Regions from separate parts of the Capsicum annuum genome. Here region 1 is linked to region 2. The links are chromatin contacts, called in public Hi-C maps. All regions are on one chromosome and are shown on one strand. The core of a region is the stretch at or near the end of the contact, and the rest is flanking DNA. Distances in the headings are between cores, read along the strand shown.

Region 1 (3,662 bases), core at 183-2,682, 79 kb after region 2:
TAATTAGGGTTGATATAGTAAAATTACGGGGTAAAGAAACTGAAGCTGACATGTCAGAAATGTCTATTTTACTTTTTTATATTAAATATTTTTTTAATACTTAAATGACTTATAATAATTAATTAGGAAAAATATAGTAAAATTACGATTAAAACAGCTGAAGCAGGCAGCATGACCCTAAGCTCCTCCATTCACTCTTCTATTATAGAGTTATACACATATATATGTATATATGTTTAATGAATTTTCAAATAACCCTCTGTGTACACACACATATATTTATATGTATATATATTTAATGAATTTTCGAATAACCAAGGGTTGACATGCTTGTGGATAGAGATATGGATCAATCAATTTGGTTTATTTTATGTATTATCGATATTCAATTTTTAAATATGCTAAATCAATAAGATATTTATTATCGATTTTTGATTTATCGATATTTAGTCCTTAACGGTTTGATTTTCGATTTAACCAATAAGAAATACTCATAAAATAAAAATAATAGCAACTACATAAAAAAAATCAAATCTTAGTTGCAGCCAAAATCCTACATGATGTGTTTACCCAATAACCTAATAAAAAAAAATCGAAATAGAACCAATAACCCAATAAAAATATTTATAAGAACATTAAAAAACTATTAACCCAATAACAATAAACCAATAATATTTTTGTTGGTTTGATTTATTGATCGACTACTTATGGAGATAGATGCGCGAGTAAATAATATAGCCAATTGATATGCAGTGAATACAAGATTGTTTTTCTTCAATTCAATATACGCTTGACTCTCATATCGTTGAATATTTTTTTTCAGTGAAAGTTGACGGAAAAGTGCATATTTAATTTCAATGTTGCTCGAATGAACATCCTTTTGCAGTTGTGTTGATATTTATTAGATTAAATTTGTCAAAGTGCAATTAGCATCAACTAGGATTTGTAGGAATATCGGATTGACATATATCGATTGACGGAATACATACACAGGCCCTTCAACTATATCACTTTTTCCGTATAGGCACCTCAATTAAGCTATGTACCTATTAAATCCTTTACTTTTTCACAAAGCGTGTTAATTGAGTCCAATCTGCTGACGTGGCAAAAAATATAAACTGTGTGTAATACACATGCCAATGATGTGGCAAAGTGACAAATCAAACAATGACACGTGACATTTTAATTTAAAATAATTATAAAAATAATTTTTTAATATAATTAAATCTAAATTAAAAATAAATAAATTAATACACCCCACCCCTAGCAGCACCCCACCCCTAGCAGCCCTTCTCTTCCAACCCCAACCCCGCCCCCCTCTTCCTAGTCGATTCAGCGCAAAAAGAAAGAAAAAAGAATTGTATCTTATTATTCTTCTTCATTACATATACTACTACTGCTAGAAGGAAACTCCCCCTCCCCGTGGAGAAGCCATTAATGGAGAAGAAGATATGGAGAAGATGATGACTATTTTTTTTTTTAATTTCTTTAATGTGCTTTTGTTTTTTATTGGTTGAGGTTTTTTATATATGAATGATTTTTAAAGAAACCATTAATGGAGAAGAAGATATGGAGAAGAAGACGATGAGTATTTTTTTCTTTTTTAATTTCTTTAATGTGGTTTTTTAATTGGTTGGAGGATTGGTGTGTGTGGAATTTTGTGAGTCCGTGTATTTATTGTAACTGTGTGTATATATTTAGGAAGAAGAAAAATGGAGTCTTCCTTTTGCTTCTCTGTATTGTGTGTGTATGAATGAAATTCTCCATTATTGTGGGTTCTTTGAATGGAGAAGAAGATGAATGCTACTTTTTTTTTTTTTTTTTATAATTTCTTTAATGTATTTTTTTTATTGGTTGTTTTTTTTATGTTTAATTTTTTTTATTAATTATGATTTCTAAGGAGAGTGTATTGCACCTGCCACACCATGTCAGTGCTACGTCAGTGACTGGACTCAATTGACATATTTTGTGAAGGAGTAAATGGTTCAATAGGTACATGACTTAATTAAGGTGCCTATACAGAAAAAGTCAAATAGTTGAGGAGCCTGTATATGTATTCAGCCTATATCGATTTGAATTCCAACTTTCATTGTGTTATACTAAAATTGTGACATGATACATTAGTGAGATCCTGAGAGCAGAAACAAAACTCAATTGCAGCTAGGATGGCTTTGAATTGGAGAAGAAGAAGATATATTTTCTGTTGGTGTGTCTCGCAAGATTATGTCTAGGCTAATATTTTGATCCAAGATTTTATTCGCGTGACTAGCAGATCAGTAGCGAGATTCTATTTTGTATAAATAGTACGGAGTATGAAAATAAAGGGGTAAATGCTTGGTAGTATTTTAGGAAGAATTACCTAAAACTACAATCTAAATTTCTATTATTACATAAAATTTCAACTACCAAATGTAAGTACAAAAAACCCTTTTTGACATTTTCTCTCTCCGAATTTCATATACGTATCTCACATATTCTTTTCGTACGTTTAAATGCTCCTCAAAGAGTGTCTAAAATCAAGGAACCTCAATCAAACGGTTTTCAAATTTTGAATTAAAAGAGGCTGCAAAGAACGTCAACCTCTCCGCCACAAAATCCTAATTCCAAACTTTCAACCAAAACACTTCGCCCGCTTCTTTCCCAATCAACATTCTTCCTTTTAAATTCAGCCCCTAAAGTCGACACTACCATGCTCGCAATAATTATCATCGACGGCGAGCCATCTTTTTTCTTATTTTTCTTTCCTTCTTTTTCAATGGTGGTTGGGGGTGACGTTTGTGGGAGAAGACGACATCATACTTGTAGTTTTCTTTATCGGTGGTGTTTCTTTAGTTCCTTTTCAATGGAGATTGTGGGATAAGACGATGTCATACTTGTATTTGTTGTTGGTTGCTTTTTCATCGGAGATGACGTTTTGGCAACGACGTGGTTGGTCGAAGCTCGTGATTGTTGGATCTGTGAGCTCATTTCATCGTAGACGATCTCGTCGTTGTGTTGGTTGGTTTGAGCAATGAAGACATTATGTTATTTATAATCTGATACATAACACATGTATGTGTATATATGTCATTTGACATTGCTGAGAGTTATTACGTCACGCCATATATATGTTTGACATGGGCACTATCGGTTTGTTTTATTTCAAAATCATATACATAGCTTTGTTATGTATATGTTTGACCCAGACACTGTTGGGTTGTTCTATTCTAAACCCATATGCATAACACTATTTGTATGCCATACAAATTGCCGAGTTATTTTATTTTAACCCATATACATAACTATGGGAATACATAAGCAATTGCGAATCTATATTGAAATAAAATATACATAGCATAGTTATGTATATAACTCTGTTAGACCTGTTGAACTGTGTTATTTAAATCGATACATAGCATACTTACGTATATGGATTAGCCATTGCTCATCTGTATTATCAGTATTGAAAATTTTTGTTTAAGTTTTGTTGCATATTAAACTAATGTTGATTTGCAGTGTATATCATTTATAGGGATGAAATACACCAAAATGCCTCAACAGTATAGAAATGTTCATCTTCTTGAGATTTTTTTTTTGAAGAAACAAAGCTTGAGAAAATAGCAAAATTTTGATCGAAAATATAAAATCTGATTTGTTTGATCGACTACCTTGATTTGATGTTT
Region 2 (3,551 bases), core at 287-2,786:
ACTTTGGCTCCAAGATATTGATCACCCGTAGCAGGCAATACTGCTGCCGCCTTCATCTGATCCATTTCTGCTACAACAGCAGCTGCAGTCTTCCTAATTGAATTAGACCTATCAAGACTCTTCCTTCGCCTCGAAGACGAATCCGAATAATACTCCTTAGTCTGAATAGACCCTCCAGGTACCCCTTCATCCTCATTGATAGAAGTCATTGAAAGACGCGGTTCCTCAACAGGTATTTGATGATCAAACCGCGGAATATGCACAACCGGGGCATCTTCTATAACCGAAACCATTGGTGGCATTCTAGGGAAACTCCTACCAATCAAATAACCATCCCAAGACGCACGAGGCTCGTCAAAAGAATACCGAGGATCATCAAAACTCATCCTCCCAGCATCAAGTGAAAATCGAGGATCAGTATCACATGACCTTCTCCCAAAACCATAGTCTGCTATCTCAGATTGTGTATCCCTATTATTATTATAGCGCCTTGAAATTGGCTTTTCTATATGCAATGTACCTGAATTTTCGCCATTTTCGCTATTGTTTCGCTTCTTCAGCTTCTGTTTTTTCCTCCAGTTGTGCCATTTCTTGCTAAATACCGATGCAGCTGACCAAAAACTCCCTCCAATTTCCTTTTTCGCCTTTTTCGCCTGTGAATCGAGATCGATATAATCTTTTATCGGCTTCAATACATCCACATTCACCTCTTCTTCAACCACAATCTCTGGCTCCACCGGTAACTCCTCTTCAACTATCTCATCAACCACATTTCCAGAATCTTCATCTTTTTCGGGCTCCTCTTCCTCTTCCTCCTCCTCCTCCTCCTTAACTGGTCTACCACCAATGTCATTCCGATTTTGTGAACAAGTGGGCTTACAAGTTTTCGTCTCGTCGTCTATTGAAAACAAAGACCAAAGAGTATTACGTCCTCGCACATCACAGGACTTTCTTTGGGGTTCAAAAGCAGCAGCATTAAACCCCAACGCCTCGTTTTTTGAAGCGGAGAAGGACTTAGTCCTCCGAAGTTCAGGAAAAAACGAGGTGGACTTAGCGGGTTTAGGAGGAAGATTACTAGCAGAAGGTTTGGAAAAAAGGGATTTAATGGCAGCAGTAGCAGAAGAAGTAGAAGGACGACGAGAAGAAGAAGAAGGATTATCATTGTTGGCATTGTTATCTAAGGTGGTGAGTCGTTCACACAGACATTCAGGGCAAAAGCCCGTGAATTGTTCATCTGGGTGACGGTCACAACTGAAAGAAGAGCGTGGTGGTTGAGTAAGTTGTGGTTGTGGTGGTGGTTGAGTTGGGTCTATAGTGGTGGGATTCATTTGTGTGCAGCAATGTGCACTTTGTTCATGTTAATTATAACATTGCATAGTAAGAAATTGTAGAGACTTTTGGAGTTATGAAGAACAAAAAATGGAGAATTTTGTGTTCACAACGGGCAACAAGTGAGAGAGAAAAGAGAGAGAAGTTCAGAGTGAAGAAGAAGAAGAAGAAGAGTAGAACGTGTTGGAAGGAGAGACAAATTAAAAGAACCAAAAAAAATACTCTATTTTCTCTCTCAACTTTTTTTTTCCTCTCTCTCTCTAGAATTCTCTTTACGATGCTTTTTTCTTTTCTACGGATATGTATATATTTTCTCCAAATACTGCTATAAAATACGGAGATATTTTCTAATTTACTTTTAATGGATATTTTCTAAAATAAATTTTTAGTAGTTTCTTATTTTGGTTATGTAAAATTTTATTTACTTAAAAAATATAAAACTAAAAGAATATTATTATGTCTTTTGATTAATTAAAACATTGTTATTTAAGAACAAAATAAAAGAATTAAAATATCACTAATTCAGGAACGAAGCTATTAATACTTTCGTAACGATTTTTGTTTATGGACATTCAAATTATGCTAATTTTACTCAATATTTTAAATGTATATTCTTTTATCCTGTTAATAAGAAGAATTGCATCTTGAATTTTCATATAACTTTTAAATGTTTAAGTCTTAAATTTAGAATAATATATTATTTAAAATAAATTAAAGTAATTCTTTTAAGCGAAAATATCACATAAATTTAGATAAAGAAATGACTAATGTCATATACTCCCACCACTCCATTTTGATTATTTCATTTATAAAAGCTAACTGATTAAACTAATTATTATTTTAAAAATTAAGATATATTAATTATTAATCATCTTTAAGTTTACTTAATAAATGTGGAGGGACTAATGTGATCAAAGGAAAACAATATTAAATTAAAATTAGAGAATAGATAAAAATAAATTAATTAAATTATCCTTTTAATTAAGTAAAATAAATTGGAGGAAACATAACATTTACTCTTTATACACTAACAGATTAATATAGTTAAATGCCGATAGTTAATGGGGGTCAATGACTTTAAATACCATAGGTATAAGTATAACCTATTAAACGACATTTATTATGCTGTTATGTCTTGTTTGTTTTGTTGTATGAGAAAATTAAATAATTTTGACTTAAAAAACCCGCAATATTAATGTATTGTTTGATTTCACACTTGAAACCACTTCATCGCCAAAACAAGTCTATTAATATTGCAGCACTTAACTTCACTGTAAACTTATGTGTAATCAGATTTTGTACATATTCCTCCCTAGCTTTGTTCATATTTACTAGTAAAATATACCTCTTTCGTCTCGTTTTAATTGATCCTCTTTCTAAAAATATTTGTTTCAATTTAATTATCTCTTTGATGAAATCAAGAGAATTTTATTATATTCTTTTAATACTACCTTAGCATTAAATGACTAAACAAAGTGTATATATATTCAAATTTATATTTTCAAAGCATAATTAATAAGTCTAATTTGATTAAATAAATTTTTAATAAATATTTTTTTAAGGGGAGTGTTAAGTCCATAGGGTCTAATTAATACGAAACGGAAGGAGTGCTACTTTCATTTTATTTTAGTTGTCTACATTTTATTTTACACAATAATTAAGAAATCATAAATTGAATAATGAATTTTATTATTTTACCCTTTACAATATTAATGTATTCATTGGGCATGAAAATGGACATTGAATTGTAATTGTTCGCATTTAATGTATACAATTATTTGTAGGGGTAAAATAAAAAATAATTAATTTTATCATAATTTAGTTAGTGATCAACTAATATGAGACATTTATTTTTAGTATGATGACCAATTAAAATAGGACGGATGGAGTATTAATAACAGTTGTTTAAGTTTACTTGTAAACTTGAAAAATTAAGAGGTAATTTGTCATTTTGTATCTATTTTATTTTTATTATTGACTATAAATTTATCATTTTGTATTTACTTTACTTTTTTATTGAATATAGTCATTATAAAATGCATTTTTTAAAGTATTAAATTTATTTATATTCAAAAGATAATATAATTAAATTATTTTTTTATTGATTGCTTTTCAAAAGGTGTGTCAAGTCAAACATGAAGGAGTAAATAAACCGAAGGAGCATATTAGGAGGAATATACGCCCTCCATTGACCATTCCTTTTTATATGTGTCCTTCATTTT

The links. A called contact is a pair of places that touch in the nucleus more often than the background predicts.
Region 1: a Hi-C map of leaf shows a contact between it and region 2, with 2.5 times the contacts expected there. The contact joins the enhancer-like site here to the promoter of LOC107842778 in region 2. A contact is called at or near these places in 3 of 5 Hi-C or Micro-C datasets (bud, leaf and placenta).

What each region holds. Positions count from the first base shown.
Region 1 is chr9:53,695,034-53,698,695 of UCD10Xv1.1, forward strand. No RefSeq gene overlaps it. Among protein-coding and RNA genes, the nearest start is that of LOC107842778, 80 kb to the left of the region's middle. Within about 2 kb of position 1,433, at least 4 of the 5 cell types and tissues checked have an H3K27ac peak or open chromatin away from gene starts, as enhancers often do. A contact at or near this core is called in bud and leaf, where this site is marked.
Region 2 is chr9:53,615,704-53,619,254 of UCD10Xv1.1, forward strand. LOC107842778 (protein OCTOPUS) reads right to left here and starts at 1,537. Exons shown (of 2, transcript XM_016686802.2): 1 at 1-1,537. The coding sequence starts at 1,328.